2 separate regions of the Mus musculus genome follow, and region 1 is linked to region 2. The links are chromatin contacts, called in public Hi-C maps. All regions are on one chromosome and are shown on one strand. The core of a region is the stretch at or near the end of the contact, and the rest is flanking DNA. Distances in the headings are between cores, read along the strand shown.

Region 1 (5,877 bases), core at 2,689-5,188, 160 kb before region 2:
TAATAACGATGAGCACTACCAATCAGCAGAAGAAGGAGAACATGATCTTACTGCTAGTCAATAAACCCAGAATAGGTATCAAAAAAGCCATTGCTTCATCTCTCGCTATGAAGAGGCATCCTCCATACACATTGAGAGAGGGCAAGAGAACCTCACCAAAAATGGAAGAAGTGTGGGCAGGAGACAGGAGAGTAACATCGAGGGGCTGGGAGATGAAGTTGGATGTGCAGCAGCCATATAAAAATCTGGGCATGGTGGCACACACTTCTTTGTCCCCAGCTCTGAGGAGGCAAAGACAGGAGAGACTCTTTGTGTGATGGCCAGCCAGCCTAACTAATTGGTGAGTTCTAGGTTCTAGCATGCATGCACACACACACACACACACACACACACACACACACACACACACACACACACAAGTGTTCACAAAGCTTTGAATCAGATCTACAGAGATGTCTGCACCGGTGTATTCAACACTGAACAATTTCCTGTATGCTTCTGACCCTGGAGCTGTTACCACAGCCTAGACATTGTCCCACATGCTAATTCTTACTAACATATGAATTTCTTATCCAAGCTGCAGTGACTGCATAAGTGTGGCAAACCCACAGTTCCAGAACCTGATTTATACCAGGATGCATTCATGATTCTGTTCACAAAGATTTTACGTCTCCTCTCTATGTGCAGTGAGGCGAGGAAGTGAATGTACGCCTTGTTTGGCCAAGGCAACAGACGCAGACAAGGCCTGTGTCCTGGGTGGAAATTTTCAGAGCCAGGCCCAGCTTTCTGTTTTCTCTCCAACAGCTGTAGCACATTCCACGACTGCACCCCTGTGAGCATGCCTGTTCTTCTTGAGTGGGCTTGTCCTGTGAGTGAGAAGGGTGTTTGCAGCAATATCTCATCAGATTTGGAGGGATGCTTGTTACAGCAGCATAACTGAGCACCTACTGACAGAGACATTTACCTACCCAACATGAATTCTCAATACTCCAGCCCTTGTGTTATTTATTAGCAGATCACTCATCAGAAGACATGATCACTGCAAGCCTGTCTCATCTCTTCATTAGTCCATCCAATGTACACAATGGATGTCGTGTAACTTCACTCCCTGTGAACAGTGGCCACAGCAGCACTTGCTTTGAATGTCATATGCCCACAGATCCCAGAGCAACCTAGAGACAGCTGCTGGATCTGTATCCAGAATCTCCAACCCTCCAGCCTCCTAAAGCTTAGAGCCATGACTCTCTTCTGACTAGTTCAGAAACGAAAGTTCACTATGGCAAATCTTCATTGTCAACTTGATGGGATCTGGGATCAACTAAGAGACCTCTGGGGTGATGGGGGCTGTGGGAGCATTCCAGGAAGGACTAGCTGAAGGAAGAAGACCCTCCCCCAGAGTGGGTGGGACTTTGGACACCATCCCAGATACACAGAGGTTTGAGGGGGGGGGAAAAGACAGGGCTCCTCACTTGCCTGTCTGTCTTCACTTCTTGCTGGTGAGCTCATCTTTCTCATTGCCACCGCCAACACTTTCTTTCGCTGACATCAGAACTTGGCTGCTTTGGGCTTCCAACATGGACTGGAGACTAATGGCTCTCCAAGAACCCTCTAAGTCTTCAGCACCAGATCAGGACTCATGGATTGAGCAGTCACCAGATTCTCAGTCTCTCCAGCATGCAGACAGCCATTGCTTGAACTGCCCTACCTCTGCTGTATAAGCCAATCTAATAACTTCCCCTTTGCAACATAAGTGCACTTGATGGGCTCTGCTTCTCTAAGGAACAGAGCACCATCCAGCTCAAAGGCAATGGGTCTGTGAGGGCTCTGTCTAGAAGGCTGAAACCTGAGTGCTTCCAGCGAAGAGTTTAATCTAGGGTCTTGGTTCACAATGAGGAAGTGGCCAGGCTACCCAGAGTGGAGAACTTCCAGGAAGCCATATTATGCTTCCTTCTCTGAAAGGGCAGAGGAAGCTGGAGCCATCACTAGTGGGAACTGGAGCTTGTAAAAAAGACTCAGGCACTGGAGACAGATGTAGGCAAGAGACACCAGCCTATAAGCTTCCTGTAAGAGCCTCCCACTGGCTATAAGATCCAGAACCAGCTGGCAAAGGAGCCAAGGTTCAGCTCAGAGAGCCTGTGGAAGAGCAAGAGCCAGTTTGGAGAGCAGCTGGTTCACACTCAGGTGCTTAGGCTTCTTCCATGCTACACGCACTTCCCACCACACACACACACACACACACACACACACACACACACACACACGGGCAGAGCATTGCTATTGTCCCAGGATTAGGGCTCTCCTGGCTTTTCCCCTTAGCTCATCCATCTTAGCTGATGGGTTTCTGTCTCCCTAGCCTCCCCTAGTTGGCACAGTTAAAGGCAAAAGACTCATTTTCCATAGCCAGTGTAGTGCTACGCCCACAATTCTAGCACTCTGGAGAGGTTGTGTCAACAGGAATCTGAGTTTAAAGTCAGCCTGGGCTACATAGTGAGATTTCATCTTTAAAAAAAAAACAAAAACAAAGCAAACAAAGAAACAACAAACAAACAAACAAACAAATGCCCTCACTTTCTGAGTCTCCATATAGATAGGGGTAACCAATTTTTCACCTTGATTAAAGAAAATAGAGACAAATATGGCCACCTCTACCTCATTTTTCTTGTCTTCGATGCCACAAATATGACTAGTGCTTCAGCAACCATTTTGCAACCATGAGGTAAAGAGCCAGTACTCTGGGGACGGTTGAGCAAAATAAAAACCAGGTCTTTGGTCTTTAAGATTTTAAGCTAGCTCTAGACTTCCCAGTGTGGGAAATATTCAAATGCTTTCATAGCTCAAGTCAGTGTGGGTACCAGGGGCTGAAAGATGCAGACAGGGCAGTACACTAGTTCACATAGCCACATCTTAGTTACTTTTCTACAGCTGTGATGAAACACTGTAACCAAAAACAGCTCCAGGAGGGAAGGGTTTATTTGGCTTAGACTTCCACAACACTGTTCATCATCTAAGGAAGTCAGGACAGGAACTCAAACAGGGCAGAAACCTGGACCAGGAGCTGATACAGAAGTCATGGAGGAGAACTGCTTACTGGCTTGCTCCTCATGGCTTGCTCAGCCTGCCTCTTACAGAAACTAGAACCACCAGCCAAAGGGACGGCACCACCCACAATGGGCTGGGCCCTCCTCCATCAGTCACTAATTTAAAAAATGCTCTACAAGGTTGCCTACACAGCTGGATCTTATGGAGGAATTTTCACAACGGAGGTCTCCTCCTCTCAAATGACTATAGCTTGTATCTAGTTGACATAAAACTAGCCAGCACAGAATCTGTCCTCAGACCCCTCCATGTCTATCGGTCATTGAGAGCCAGACATGTCTTTTTGGTCTTCCCCTCTGCACCCCATGATCACTGCCCACCTCATAAATCAGCCTCTTACCCATCCTGACCAACCTCACTCACTTCCTGTTCCTACCCCTCTCCATCACAAGCAGGGGGAGGTGGGGGAAATTTGCTAAAATGCAAACATCGTACATTAGCTGGTGTCTCTTTTGGGGCTTCAGGCTTGCCTTGGCTCCCTAGTGCTTCCAAAATAAAAATCTAAATTGCTTAGCTAGGCTGCCAGCCTCGTGAGCTGACTCACCAGGCCCAGCCTTTCCTCCCCTTGATCTCCACTCCAGCCATTCAGGCTGCTGATTCTCAGGATCCTCTGTGTGCCCATCCCACCCTCACAGAGGAGACCCCGCCCCCAGCCTTTCCTGGCCCCTCCTCACCCACCTCCAATCTACCTGGCTCTTTCCTAGGTGGCTCTGAGCGCCTTTACTCTCTTCTGAGCTTGTATTTTATTTCCTCCCTTCCCAGAGAGCCAATTCCTTGACAACAGCGTTGCGAGCGAGCGTTATTCATCTCGATGTCCCCGGTGCCTGCCACGCGGCTGGGAGGACGTGATAAATGCGTGTAGAGTAAGAGAGTGAATGAGTGAGAGAATGAATGAGGCCAGGCATTTGGGAACCTGGGGAGGCAGCTGCCGGAGGCGCTGGCGTTCTGTTCTGTATCTTTGCAGAGGAGGGAGAGCTGAGATGACCCGAGTCTTTGAAAAGCCGCCCAGCACCCTAGCTTTCTGGAACTCTGCCCGGCCAGCTTAGGGGAGGAGAGCACCCTGCCCACGTGGAGCCATAGCTGGGTCACTTCTCCTGATTATATATATTTTTCCAAGCCACTGGCCACCAGGGAGCCATCTTAAAGCATGTTCCCCTCCCCAGCCATTTCATTTGTTCGGGAACATGGAAAGGTAGGTGGCCTTGACTTTGGATCATCTCCGAAACTCCTTTGAGGCCTTCTGTTCCCATCTGTCTTCAGGGAGGGGAACAGGCTTGCTACAGCTCTGAGATTGACACACCTGTCTTGGATGGGGACAGGGGAGTGACAAGAAAAGAGCCTGAGCACTTCCTTCATGACACAAGGCACGGTTCATCCTGCTGGCAAATGAATGATTGTCGGGTGAATTACACGGCCTGCCTGTTAAGGGGCAGCTCAGAGCCAAAGTCTCCCAGGGTTGTAAAGCAAGGGGTAATGAAGAATTATAGGGCCCAGTAAAATGAAAATTAAAGACAACCAGCTCCCTTCAGAGGAGCTCTGCTCACAGAACATTCATTATTGTCAACCCCACTGGAAGAGGGAGGGTGGAGGAGACAGAAATCTGTCCTCTTACAAGTGGCTATGTCCCCCTCTTTAAAGATCCTCATACCATTGCTCATTGAGAGACATATCAAAGGCACAGTTAGAGACTCCAGGACCAGCCCCTGCTGCACGGCACCACCACCTCCACTCCTGCCTAGGGACTGCCGGAGTGGGGTCTTTCTTCTACCACAGCTGGAGAGTTCAAACGAGTTCAGCCTTCATTCTGGAAGCAGTGGCTTCCTTGGCTGATGTGTTCAGTTAATTAAATGCCAGCTTCCTAAGTGCCAGTCACAGGACACAAGTGTCACACAAGTGTCAGAAAGGTGTGGCTTGCTCAGTTCTGAGGACAGCAGCCATAAAGGGTCACCGCTGATTGTGAAAGGCACAGGGCAAGCTCTGGAGCATGAGTGGGGCTTTCACCTCTATTCCTGATAGCTTGGCTCTCATGAAAGTCAGAGAAAAGCTCCCACGGCCACCTTCCACTCTCTCCCCTCCCTCCCAGCCTCTGCCCTGGGCCTAGCAGATCTTTCTTCTGCTCTCAGTCCCAGGGTCCCCTCAAAGGCCCTTACACCCCAGCTTCACACAGCCACTTCTTTTTGAAGAGATCCAGGCACATCCCTCAATCCCTTGCCCTTGGCATTTTTTAAAGGGGGAGGGTCCTTATATGCCCCAGGCTAGTCTTGAACCTCTATACCACCAAAAATGATCTTGAACTCTTAATACTTCTGCTTCTATTTCCTAAGTGCTGGAGTTACACACATGTACTACCACACCTAGTTTATGTGCCTCAGGATCCCATGCACGCTATCCGAGCACTCTGCCAACTGTGTTCCATCCCCAGCCCCATCTCTTGCCTTTAAGCCACTTCCATGGCACACACTGGCTTCCAAGAAAGGATGGGGACACCCTTGCCACTTAAACCATTAGTTCTCTCTGATCAGGCCTTGGCTCTGCCCTTCCTGCCACCCTGGAGCCAAAGAAACAAGATTTCTGTCTGTCCCTACTCTGGTGGCTGTGGCCGCACGTATGCTGTGTGCTCCTAGCCCAGGGGGTTCGCCCATGCTTTATGTGACTTTTACTAAATGACTGTTACTCTGGGATGTATCCTTGGCTTTCCAGACCAGATCATGACCTCCTTCTCTGGAGTTTCCCGGTCCATACATACATCATCTAGAATCGTCTCCTATTTGCTTGATGCTC
Region 2 (5,340 bases), core at 55-2,554:
AATCCCACACATGCCAGTTTCAGAATCTGCTTTTCAGGATGCTAAATGCAAGAATTTTTTTTCATGCACTGGAGTAAACAAGCCAGCTGTCTTTGCTCAAAATAACTGTAGCTCAAAACTGAAAATGGCCTTGACCTCCCCCTACCCCCAGCTCTACCCATTCTAAACAGGCTGCTTCCAGACCGCAGAACCATTCTATCTTCAAGAATCCAGCAAGTTGTCTCAACTATGTCCAAATACCACTTGAAATGAAACGGTTGCTTTTCTTTATTGAAAAATTATTTTAAAATGTAATTTCTGTACATAAGAGTTTGTATCAACATGCTTTAAGTGTGTCACTGGGGATGGTAAGGTGAATCAGTAGGTGAAGGAAATTTGCTCAAAGACAAAACTGACTCCCAAGTTGTCCTCTGACCTCCTTCCTCATATCTGCATGGCATAGATGTGTGGCATGCACGCATACGCACACGCACACACACACACACTCACTCACTCACAAGTTAATAAATATCTTTAGTAATAACCCTTTACGCTGTGGTTGTATTCACATCTGCTGCCGGCCTCGCGCCTATCAAGGGAGGAGTGCTGGAGGGTAGGCAAAGGTACTGCAGGTTGTCAGCCACCTCACAGCTGGAGCGGACGACTGAACAGTAAGCATGGTCCCCAGCACCCAAGTCTCAGCAAAGTTCCTTGCAAATACAGCTGTGGCCACCAAATGTGACCCTAATTCCAGTACTTTAACAACAAGCCAGTGTAAAGCAGGGCCTTTACCTTGGGTGGTGACTGCTGCTGTCTGCTACTGTTTCCTGAATGCTGCAGTCGTAAAGCCCGGGGGATAAACTCAGGAGCCAGTGGATTCAACACGTAAGTCTTCTTGAGTTCTAAAGCCTCTAACTGTGCCTTGATCTGTTCGAACGTGATCCCGTGCAAGCTGTGGTTTTCATGACACAGGGCAATAAACCGCTCCCAAAACTTTCTGCGGGAAAGATTCAGAAATTCAGGTTACAAGTACCAGTGGATGAATGGAAGTAACTAAAGATAAGTTCAAATTCTGCCCACTGCCCCACGTTGGATACCAACAGTAACTAATTGTTTTTAAAACCTATTTTTGATGGTTCTTAAATATTTTTATCTCCCTTGTAGCCCATCACCCATCAGAGATAGTGGAAAAGAAAGGATATGGGGGAAGAGGACCTGTTTAGAAACTGCCATCTGTGTTGTCTGAAAATCAGCAGTTCAGTTCACAGGTTTGCAGCAGCTCTATCCACTCACAAACACTTTTGGATGCACCAGCAGGCTAGTGTGGTAGAGTCTGGATAGCAAGCAGGAATCCACAGCGGTGGCACTGCCTAGCAGGGACAGCCGGGCCTCAGCCTCGGCTCGAGTCAGCAGGAGGGACCAGGAGGGACACCAGGGCAAGTTCTTGCCTGTGCCTCTCTCATAGAAACAATGATCAACAAAGACACAAGACCCACAAGTGTTATACAGCTAGTTCTCTAAGTAAACCTAGTTCTGACTCCGTCACTGTCTGTCGAGTCCTATCTCTACCCTCTAAACGTCCCGTATCCTCTATGGGTCTTGCCTCGGCACGTGTGTCTGATTCAGTGACATCACTGTGCCAATCAGCTTGAGTCCAAAAAAGCGACAAAAAAACTACAGCACACCACAGGAGATTTTTGGTGTGTTTCTCTCTAATGGAATCCAGACAAATGCAGCTCAACTACACAATATAAGACAGACCTATACATACATGTTATTAACAAAAAATCCTTCATCATGTGTCTTTTCAGATGCATACTCTAACAGAACATCCTTTCACCTGTGTCTGCTTCAATAAAATGTTCCTTCACGAGTTAGTCTTTCACCTGTGTCCACTTTAGGACAACATTCCTTCACACGTTTGCCCCAACAAAACACCATCCAACACAACAGACTCTCCAAAGAACCCTTTAAGTTTCCACTTCATCCTACCTCAAATCTTTAAGGCTAATATTTATCTAAGTACAGTGTAGATAGAATCTTTCTCAATGACAAAAGTGTAGATAGCCTAGGAGCATACTATATACAACAAGACCATAAGAAACTTTGCCTCACAACACTAATACAGAACCATGTATTTATGAACCATGTATTTATGAACCATGTATTTATGAACCATGTAATGAGGTTTTCAAAACTGAGAGTAGCTCAATTTATAGAAAATCTGTACTTCTAGTCTTACACACACATATGCATACATGTTTATATACTTGTAATGATACATGCACATACTCACATCTATAAAGAGTGACACTCTGCATAACAATTAGTCATACCACACTGCATACATAAAGTGATGATTTCTGCCAAACAGTATCATGGCTGTCCTTCCTGGTATTTGCTTTGATGGTGACAGCACTCAAAACTGCCTTTCTCAGAACTCATCAGTAAATAACAAATGGACTGTATCTATATACTACATACATAGAGAATTAAAATATATATGCATATTACTATGAACTACAGATTAGAAGGAACCTTGTATGCGGCTAAAGAGAGGACTCAGTTGGTAAAATGCTTGCTGCATAGCATGAAGACTTGAGTTCTGAACTACAACGCCCATACAAATAAAGGCTGGGGTGGAGCCTGTAACCCACGGGGATCTGTGGAGCTGGTGCGCCCCAGGTTCAATGAGACACACCCATCTCAAAAAAATAAGGTGGGATGGGTGGAAGAGCGCTTGACCCAACCTTAGCTTCTAACACCCACATCAGATGGCACAAGGGCTTTCAACTCCAGCTCCCGGGACCTGGCTTCTCGCCTCCGTAGGCTCCACATACAAATGGCACATACATATTGACACATAAATAATAAGGTGTAAAGTGAGGAAGGTATTTTCTCATAGACTTCCACAAACATGCATACACATGTGCACACACACGTGTGCATACATACACACACACACACACACACACACACACACACGAACCTGGATATGCTAGATTAATAAAACCAAATCAGAATATAAAATGGAGTCATGAAGAAAATAATCTGCATGAGGATTCTGAAAAATAACCAGCTACTCATATATTTTTCTCTTAGAAATGCTTGTCATAAACACAACTTATATCACCAACTAAGTGATAAGAGCTAAATAAATTATGTAAAATATAGTTTGAAAAGTAGGCAAAACAAGACAACCGTAAAAAAGAATCTAGCTTTCAGAGAGAGAGAGCGTGCATGTACTGACAGGGCAAACAGCCGAGGCTGGGACCCTTGCTGCAGTGCAGAGACATCTGTCATGTCTCTCCTTGTGCTGGCTTCCACATGTACAGCGTGGAGGAGACAGCATTACTAACATTCCTTATTACAGTTCTCATGAAATTTCTTCTAAACTTTCAGAGAAAAACAGAGAGAGAAGGGTACTGGAGAGGCACCCAGGGCCTCATGCAGCCTAGGTAAGCATGCACTATTTCTTACAAAACCAATCTGGGGTTTGTTGTTTGTTGTTTTGTTTTGTTTGTTTCAGAGGAGCACATTCTATGACACGTATGTGGAAGCCAGAGGACAATGGTTCCCCCTTCTAGGTTTATGTGGCAAAGGCCTTGACCTGCTGAGCCATCTTGCCTATCCCAAAAGTTTTAGTTTTAAAGCTGAAAAGAAATTAGGTTGTCCTCTCCATAAAAGCTCTTACAAGTGTATTACACTTCTGACTGTGTGTTCCTGAGTGTGTGCAAGTTTGTATGTGTACATGCACACACATGTGTATGTGTGCCATAATGTGTGAATGGAGGTCAGAGGATGACCTGTGAGGTCCATCAGGATGAAGCTCAGATCGCCAAACTGGCACCAGGTGCCCAGTGAGCCCCCGAGACAGCCACTCACACAGGCATCGTGAGGACATTCTAACAGAAAGTGGAAGATCATGTGAGAACGTCAAGCGTGTTCATGGAGATGAGAATTCACAACTGTGGTCAAAGGCTCCCATCCTTGGATGCTCCCTAAAATGGCAATCTCTTACTATACTGACCACTGTTTTAAAGCAACGCTAGCTAGAAAGCCACTTATGTCCATACACTGTAATGGAATTTCACATATATCAGAAAACATGGCGCTACTTTTCATTTTGTGTATGTGAGTGAGTGAGTGCCTGTGTGTGGCTGAGCCTGTGCATGTAGAGGGAAGCCAGAGGTCAGCTTCAGGAGTCAACCTTGCTTTGGTTTGATTTTTGATTTTATAGACAAGGTAGGTTTCTCACCGTCCTGAAGTCAGGCTAGGCTGCCCCACACAAAGACTTCTGGGGAGATGGGGGAGGATGTGCTGTAAGTGTAACAGGAAAATTAAACAGGTCCTCCCCGCGCTTCCCCTGCCTCCCTTGTGCTTCAGAGGCGAGCACTTTCCTGACCGTTTCTGTAGCTGAACACTGCTTGTAATAACTAAAAAGATGAGTCTAAGTAAATCTGTCCTGATTCTGTATTAGTTTTGTTTTCATGTATATGTACATATATACATACACAACACACACAAAGTAAGTATTCCTTCACTGTCCTTGGAACATACTATCATGTTTGGGTCATATTCTACACATGCATTAAATGTTTATATTCACCAAGTTAATGACACGTGCTAATGAAGAAATCCACTCTAAGGAAGAATTTCTCCAAGTCTGTGATGTGGAACAACGACATCACTGTGCCACCTGCTCCTGCCACTTCTCACTCCCCAGCCTCGCCACAGTTTGTCATGCAGTCATTCTTTCATGAGAAAGGCCTTAGTTTTGAAGTCACTCTGACAACTGTTTGTGAACCACATAAGGCCTTCAGCCGATTTACTTAAATTTCACTGCATCAGGCGCTCTGTTTAAAATGAAAATAAACAGCCACGCTGGACGGTCGTTGGTCTGACTAAACGGGGCAATGTGTGCACAGCCCACAGACAGCATCCGACACGGATGGTCGTCAGGAACAGCTGCTGCACTAATATTTGCTAGCAGGGGAGGAAGAAGTTCATTATATCTTTTTCAGACTAACAGGCATATTCTATTCAAAACAATAACAAAAAGAACAAGATTAAGCTGGTGTAATACACAGGAATCACTTCTGGAAACCCCGGTGACACCTGAGAATGCCACATCACTCTCTAATAAACAGCACACAAGCTGGGAGGTGCTGAAGAAGCCACATTCTAAGAATTCACCCATCATTCTGATGGGACCCGGCGTCACATCCCTTCCTGGACTCAGCCTGTACTGTTAACTGTACTGGTTGGTTGGTGAAGTTGTTATTATTGATTTTATCACTATCAACCCATGAGCTGGAGCCATGATTTAAACTATCCAAATGACAGAGGCAATCACCATTC

What was found. Hi-C and Micro-C count contacts between places; a contact is called where the count stands out from the background.
Region 1: a contact with region 2 is called in a Hi-C map of cerebral cortex, with 1.7 times the contacts expected there. The contact joins two enhancer-like sites. A contact is called at or near these places in 2 of 484 Hi-C or Micro-C datasets (the HL-1 cell line and cerebral cortex) and 2 of 115 datasets of contacts at active chromatin or transcription factors (embryonic basal ganglia and embryonic forebrain).

Annotation. Positions count from the first base shown.
Region 1 is chr11:107,811,267-107,817,143 of GRCm38.p6, reverse strand. No RefSeq gene overlaps it. Among named protein-coding and RNA genes, the nearest start is that of Cacng4, 19 kb to the right of the region's middle. Within about 2 kb of position 3,938, at least 22 of the 459 cell types and tissues checked have an H3K27ac peak or open chromatin away from gene starts, as enhancers often do. A contact at or near this core is called in cerebral cortex, where this site is marked.
Region 2 is chr11:107,651,680-107,657,019 of GRCm38.p6, reverse strand. Helz (helicase with zinc finger domain) reads right to left here. Exons shown (of 33, transcript NM_001368755.1): 24 at 772-976. Among named protein-coding and RNA genes, the nearest start is that of Mir6932, 17 kb to the right of the region's middle. Within about 2 kb of position 1,304, at least 5 of the 459 cell types and tissues checked have an H3K27ac peak or open chromatin away from gene starts, as enhancers often do. A contact at or near this core is called in cerebral cortex, where this site is marked.